Linked DNA regions of Mus musculus: region 1 is linked to region 2. The links are chromatin contacts, called in public HiChIP or PLAC-seq maps. All regions are on one chromosome and are shown on one strand. The core of a region is the stretch at or near the end of the contact, and the rest is flanking DNA. Distances in the headings are between cores, read along the strand shown.

What was found. HiChIP or PLAC-seq counts read pairs in DNA pulled down with a chosen protein or histone mark.
Region 1: a contact with region 2 is called in an H3K4me3 HiChIP or PLAC-seq map of neural progenitor cells, with 5 times the contacts expected there. The contact joins the enhancer-like site here to the promoter of Fabp7 in region 2. A contact is called at or near these places in 1 of 39 promoter capture datasets (neural stem cells), 14 of 484 Hi-C or Micro-C datasets (CD8 T cells, LSK cells, Sertoli cells and 11 more), 14 of 115 datasets of contacts at active chromatin or transcription factors (astrocytes, bone marrow-derived macrophages, differentiating embryonic stem cells and 9 more) and 2 of 9 other capture datasets (adipose tissue and liver).

What each region holds. Positions count from the first base shown.
Region 1 is chr10:57,827,296-57,830,961 of GRCm38.p6, reverse strand. No RefSeq gene overlaps it. Among named protein-coding and RNA genes, the nearest start is that of Smpdl3a, 35 kb to the right of the region's middle. Within about 2 kb of position 2,216, at least 27 of the 459 cell types and tissues checked have an H3K27ac peak or open chromatin away from gene starts, as enhancers often do. A contact at or near this core is called in astrocytes, brain, neural progenitor cells and 5 more, where this site is marked.
Region 2 is chr10:57,782,911-57,786,840 of GRCm38.p6, reverse strand. Fabp7 (fatty acid binding protein 7, brain) reads right to left here and starts at 1,918. Exons shown (of 4, transcript NM_021272.3): 1 at 1,760-1,918; 2 at 1,163-1,335; 3 at 475-576. The coding sequence starts at 1,832. It also overlaps the pseudogene Gm5777.

The sequences.
Region 1 (3,666 bases), core at 967-3,466, 44 kb before region 2:
ACCCAGGCCTCAGATGAGCTAGGATCATTTGCAGAAGAGCTGAAGAGGCAGCCATCGCAAACACTTTCTGGTTGCCTTGTACAAGTCAGTTTTTCTAAAATCTTTCTTCTTTATTGCTCATCCAATAATAACATGTAAAAGCTAATGTGCCCAAGTAGAGAGAGGTCAGAGGTGGAGTTCAGAATTAAGAGCCAGGGGAGGGAAATTAAAGTCTGAATACCAGCGCTTACTTTAGTAAGAAATGAAGGGGTAGTGGTTATGGACTTTGTGTGGTTAGAACAGAGAGCAGTGCACAAAAGAACTGGATTCTTGTTCAGCGTTGTTGTCTCTGGAGTCAGAAGCCAGATCTGCCTTCATGTTGTATAGGTGCAGGAACACCGAGGACAGCTCCAGCTCATAAACTTTTGCTACAAACTTCATGAGGGAGAATTTCAAGTGATTTTCCCCCACCTCAAAGAACTCCTTCATTTTTAACAAAGCCTGACATCTGGGCCTTTCTTTCCCTAAATATTGTAGTGGAAATCCAGTATATAGTTATAAATTCAGGATATTACAAAAAGAAATACAGCCAAAGGGAAACATACATACAGTAGCTGTGATAGAAAGAGAAAACAAAAGGCACACTAGGCCTGATTAAGTCTGCTTTAAAGTTCTGCAATCAAAAACAGTGCAATCATCTTCATCATCTTCATCATCATCACCATCACCACCACCACCATCATCATCACCACCATCATCATCATCGTCGTCGTCATCATCATCATCATCATCATCATCATCCCCTGTTGGTAAGGAGAGTGTATTTTTTGATCATAATGACTTCATGGGAGCAAAAAACACTAGGAGAAGTTGAGAATCCCGAGTCACTCTTGTTATATAAACACTGTCTATAGCAGTGCTGGGTGGATGCTCTATTTTATTACACTCTCCCAGCTTTAAACAGGCTTGGAACTGTGGAGAATGTTGAAAACACTGTCTGGGACTAATTTTGCCTAAGATGGCATGCAAAATAACCACCTCATAGTCAAAGAAAGCCTTATAGTTCTTTCTCCTCCAGGCTTCAAAAGTAAGATGTGGCTTGGCTGGTAGAGTGCTCAACTAGCATGCATGAATGTGGCAGTTTCTATGACAACCACAGCCCGCAGAGTCATGGTCCAAGAAGATCATTTGGTTCAAGACGATTAAGTAGCCAGAAATGGATCAAACTTCAAGAGTCGGATGCCCAACTAATTTATTTCAGGCATCCTTAAGCACAGCACAATTTGGTGAACATTTTCCTGGTGGTAATCAACTCAATTCTGTATGTACAATAAAGATTATGACTATGACAAACATCTTTGTAAAGTACATGTGATAAGGATGAATTCTATGTATTGCTAAGGTCACAATAAGGGTCTGGAGAAGAATGCACTTTGGTTTGGGCCACACAGACAGTGTAAAGGTCACCAGATTAGAACAGATGTCCACTCCTGGCTTTCTAGGCAGAGAACAGATTATACACCTCTCCCTTTGAGGGGATAACCCTGTGTGTTTAGCCTTCCTGTTTCACCTCGTGCTTATCTGCAAACACAGGGAGCCTGTACCTCCTGCACATGATACCTTAGAATAGATCCATAATCGTTTGTAAACTGAGTACAATGTAGTTCCTGCCTTCAAGTGGTAGAAACAGGAGGATCAAAAAGGTCATCCTCCATTGGAGGGCAGTGTGGGATACATGAGACCCATGTCAACAAATTGAAAGAAGGAGTAAGAGGAGGGAAAGGGAAGCTGTAAGGAAAGTATAGTTCGAAGTCATCCTAATTCTAAGTACTCATCACTGAATTAAAATGTTGGGGTCGGCACCTTTTCTTCTAGATCATTTCAAGTCAGGAACCGAAATGCATTTGAGAGATGTTGAAAGGGGAAAGGGGACTTGCTATGTGTGGTATTCCATTGTAAAGGCTCAGAGAAAAAAGGAAGGGCTGTGGGGAAGTGAGCGGAGTGATTCCTGCAGATCTTGAACTTGACCTCTGGGAGAACCGACATTGTCTGCACTGCCCTTACAGCAGCTAATTCTCTTCAACTCCAAGATGGCTAGTAAAGAAAGCAGATGACCTCACTACAAGCCTTTAGAAAGAACGATCTGCCTCATTTCCGTTTTTCACTGGGTTACATACAAGAGGTTTCCATGGTTCAGGCAGCCTTGCTGCAAGCAATGCAAAAATCTCACAATAAGAATAGAGACTGCACAAAGGCAGAGGGCTTGACGCTGTGTGAAACTCAGGACTTGCTCCAATAGAGAGGGTAGCAAGAGGGGAAAAGAACTGTCAAGAACCCACATCCAGTTGTGTTCTATGTGAAATTTCACCAGTCATATAAAGCATCTATGGAATATCTCCATTCGCTGAAAGCAAAAATGAGAGCATTTCAAAGAACGATGGTCATAGGAAAGAAATGTAAAGAAAATGACCAAGCCACAGACAAGAGAATAAAACAACCATTGAAAAATTTACTAACTTTTGTCCTCTTTTATTTTGTATAATTTTTTAGTTTGCGTGTACATGTGTGTGTGGCTGCATATATGGGTGCATGTGTTTGTGATATATGGTTGAACTTATATGTATGTGCATCAGAGTCTTAAGGAGACAGGGAAAGTGGAAGCAGAAGGATTCCTACAACTTGCTGGCCAGTCAGTCTATCCTAGGTGATGAACTCCAGTGCCCATGAGAGATTCTGTCTCAGAAAATAAGGTAGAGAATCAATTGAGGATAAGACCTCTGGCTTCCACAGACATGCATACACACTTGCACATGCATACACATTAAATGATAAATAAATAATAATGTAAAAAATATATCAGTCATCTCAAAAATATTCTCTATGGAAATTATTTCCTGCTGGGATTGCATTTGCAAGTAAGTTTCCTTTCTCAATCAATTTGCACTTTCTTGTGTCTTTTTCTATCCTGACATTGGCCTCTTTGAAGACTGCAGGCCAATTGTAAAGTGTTCCTCAATGTGAGTGTGAGTTGTGTCCTTGGCTGTGTTTGTGGTGTGTGTTTTAGACAGGCAAAGTGCATCCTTTGTCCATCACATAAGGAGTCCTGGGCTGGCACCACTGATAACAGCATTTACTATGAATCCTCACATAAGGAGGTTTCTCTGCTACAGTGTTAAAATTTTTACTTTTTTTCAAGTCATTTGTAATCTGTAGAGATACTTAGAGCTAATGTTATACACTGTCTCTTTGAAAATGACTTCCCAGTCCCTGGCCAGGTGATCCATACCTATAAACTCAGAAAACTTAGAAAACCAAGGCAGGGGAATTGTGACATTAAGACAATCCTAGAATACATTATGAAATTCTATCTCCAAAACAAATATAGATTTTTCTCTCAATAGTTTTAGTTTGATGAAACTTATTTCAGGTAATTATTGAATGTTAGCACACAGAATTGCTCCTTTAAGTGAACAAATGTGTAACCTGTTTTTGTTTTTGTTTTTGTTTTCCAGAAAGCTGTTGGTAGGCATGCATTGTAGTCTAGTGAACTCTGGACTATCTATATAGTGGAACACTCCACCTCTTGACCCAAAGCATAAGCCTGTTTTTCTCAGTCAATGCATAGAACTCACATTTATGGTGGGTGTTACATGTGCTTTACAAAGAGTTCAGATGTAGTCAGGTCCA
Region 2 (3,930 bases), core at 669-3,168:
TTTTGTTAAAATTATTTGCACTGAGCTCTTATAAACTAAAATTTAAAATGTTTAAAATGCCTTAATTACAGTCTCTAATAGGTAACTACTCTGATATTTCGTTACTTTATGTTTTCCTATGAGTTATCTTCAAATATTTTCCTAATGAGTAGCTTACATTTAAGTTCCAGTTGAAGGCTGGACATTCACAGCAATCCCATGACCACGGTTCTTGACACACACTTTTGGGGTAAATTGATGTATAATTTTAAAACTCTACAGGTGCCAACCTGAGGCAACAACTAGTTCTGAGTTTTTCCTTCCTCCTGTTTTACATATTAAGGGACTTTGAACGGCAGGAGAAACTGAGATGAAAATAAGGGGTTGGGGGAGAGCAAAAGTGGGGGCTAAGGAAGAAGAGTCCAGAGGGGAGTGCAAAAGAATGATGCTTAGAAGGGAAGCAGGGACAGAAAAGGCAGACTCCTTAGGACTTACCACGACCATCTTGCCATCCTTAATTTCTCTGGTACAATTTGTTTCTTTGCCATCCCACTTCTGCACATGAATGAGCTTGTCTCCATCCAACCGAACCACAGACTGAGAGCAACAACCAATCAAAGGGGGTTAACAGGCAGAAGTCCACTTTTCACAGAAGTCAAACGACAGCATTATCAGAGAGGGCCATAACTGAGTACATCACTCATAATTATTCCAGCAGCACTTCATCCTCTGTTACTTTCAAGAATCTCTGTTTTCTAAAATGTGGCCATTTATGATTCAGCTGCCATGTATACAGCCAGTTGCAAAAAACCAGCATAGATCAGAAATAAAAATACAGAACTAGTCACTCTTCTTGCTTAAGCAAAGCTTTGCTGTGCGACGGACTAATTGGTCAAGCTGAGATGATCAGAGAGAAGGAACAAGGTGTGGTCTTTCTTTCAAATAAACATGGTTCAATACTCTCTGGGTAAAAGTTGCTATAAAATGTGAAAAAGGATAAATAGCCTGCAAGTTTGGCTCTGGAAATTACTCAGTGTCTGGGATACAACCAGTAAACCCTAGAATGTTAGCTCTGGCTCCTTCTTCCTGAAGGGGGATTCTGAAAGCTTGTTCCCCTTCTCCATGTCTGTGGAGAGATTGGGAATCCTCTGTCCCATCCTCACCGGATAAAGCTGCCTCTTACCTTACAGTTTCTGTCATCTATGCTGGTTTCTTCAAACTCTTCTCCCAGCTGGAAATTGATCTCTGTGTTCTTGAATGTGCATTGTGTCCGGATCACCACTTTGCCACCTTCCTGACTGATAATCACAGTTGGTTTGGTCACGTTTCCCACTTGCCTAGTGGCAAAGCCCACGCCTGAAACAGCAAAGGGAGCCAGCGCAGTTAACAGCAACTTCCAAAATAGTTCAGAAATCTGCTTGTCACTCTAAGAATCCAGAATTGGATTCTAAAGTGTAGATTTCGTCCAAACCTGATTAATGGTTACTCCACTAGCCATGGACAAGGTAAGCACAAATAAGGACCTTCTCACTCCCTTCTCCAAAAGTTACAGAAGCTTCACATTATCCACAGGATATCAAATGGTCCCTTTATTTGATTCTTCGCAAGAAGGCAGGAAAATACCACAGTAAGAATTATTTGAGTGGGCTATGCACAGTCTTAGTATAATTGACACAATGTGCTCAGCCTGTCTTTCAGAAACCTGGTAAGTAAAATCGGGGGTTTCTAAGGATCAAAATACAGAGTTAAGAAGAAAACAGTACGTCTTATTTTTACCTACCCAGAGCTTTCATGTACTCATCAAAATTCTGACTGTCTGTCAGCTTCCAGGTTGCGCAGAAAGCATCTACCATCCTTAACCGCCTAGTCAGCTGAAAATAGGCAGGAACTGGAGGAACTCGGGTCTTACCCACCACCGTAATTCACAAAAACCCTTTGCACCTCAGCAGAAGCTGCTGCCTTCTTATTTAGAGAAGAAGCGGGCAAAAAGCCAATCATTTGAATGACTAACTTGTCTCTTTCCAGCAGGCTGCCGTGGGGGAGGGGCTGGGCAGATGGCTCCAATCCTCCTTGTGATTTGCTCAGGCCACTGGGTTAGCGGAGTAGGTCAAGATCCTCCCAGTTCACACATCACAATCCTGATCCCCCCCCCCCCCATGCTCTAAAGGAAGTCAGCGGGGCCTGGGAACAGAAAACTGTAGAAAAGAGAGGGTTTTTCAGGTTCAGCAGGGGATAAGAAAAAAAAAGGCAACTGCAGCCTCAAACTGGGAGGAAAGAAAAGGGAAGGATAATAGGGCATTGAGATTGATTTCCTTAAGGAGAGCATGGTGTTGGTTACAAATGAAGGCCTCCTTAAAGAAAAACCCACGGAAATGCCAGATTTTTCAGACATAGGCGTCTGAAGGGTGTGTTTTAGTTTTCTTTTATATTTAAACAGAGAGCCAAATGCAGACTAGAATATGCCAAACTAGGAAAAGATACAGAGTGTGAGTGAAAATATATTTCCTAGATGAACCCTGTCCCTACTCAGAGCATCAATGTGACAGACAGTGTAGCTAGGGAGCCAACTCTCAACACAAACACAGTGTGTTTCTCAGAATGTACGAACCAGACCAGAATGGGAAAGGAACCTTACAGAGTGCCCTTAAAATTCATTAATGAGTTAGAGAAACAAAGAGGAGATTTTTTTCCTTCACCTCCTCGAGGGGGCTACAGGATCAATGTGGAAAAGCTGAACAGGCAACCAGTTAGTAAGATCTTAAAGGATATTTTGGTTTCCTAAGGTCACATCTACCTAAATATGAGGCTTGCATAACCAGGGAGACAGGAACTAGAGGGGTGATGCGAATAGAACTTGCCTATACTGTGTGCCAGCTCAGTGTACAAGTATGAGAGAATAGCTGGAAGGTTCTAATAGAGGCGTTAGAGGGGTCTGTGAACTTCCTCTTCACCTTGAGATTCCTCCCCCCCCCCCCCCCCCGGCTTTATAGATCCAATAAAGTGGCACTTTCCCAGGCTCAGAGAGAAAGAGACCCTGGAGTCTGACAAGGCAACCCCTGCTCTTCTGCCAGCGCAGCTTGAGCCTCAGCTCACAACGCATGCATCCCACTCTGCAGCTCCCACGGAAGACAAGGGCTCAGTACGCTTTAGCCTAGTGCTGTGCTAGCTGGATGGCAGCATACCTGTTTATCGTAAACACCAGAACTGTCCCCATACGTGTGTGCCTTCAAGTCTGAACTACATATGCGACTAGTTCCACCACCTTGTGGAATCTACCACAAACCTGCCGTCCGTTTCTAATGGTTTACTCTCACAAATGACAGTTGCTGTAAAGACTTAGCTCATTTTGCTTCCCCAGTATTTAGCAGTCATCCTCCCAACCCCCAGCACACAAGCCTCCTAAATGTGAGCAACTTCTGGCTTTGCCTGATTCTTTAGCAGCAGCTACCACACTGTTCTCAAAGGATCTCTTGGAAACCAGCAACCTTTCAAACACAAATTTGCATTCCCCTCACTACTAAGGACACTGAACATTTTTTTAATGTGATTTTCTGGGTTTTGAATACCGTTCATGCAGTGACTATGTAAATATTTTCCTACTTTAAAGTTGGGGTTTTTTTTTCCCTTTCTGCTGTGCTATATACATATTCTTTGTATATTTTAGATAAGCTACTTGGTGGATATGTGTTTTTGCAAAAAAATCCTTTTTATTTTTTTTTTCTTTTCTTGGTTAAAACAAAAATTTCACGAATATATCAAACTTTATTTTGTATACATCTTAAGAACATATAAATTGAATTTAGTTAATGGTACCTCTGTATAGTTGTTTTAAATTCTAAATCTGATCTTGACTTTTTTTTCTTATTTAGTTTTTATTCATAATCATAAGCTTAACTTTGCAATCCAGCTAGACTTGAAGGGGAATGAGGAAAATATGGAACCCAAAGAACT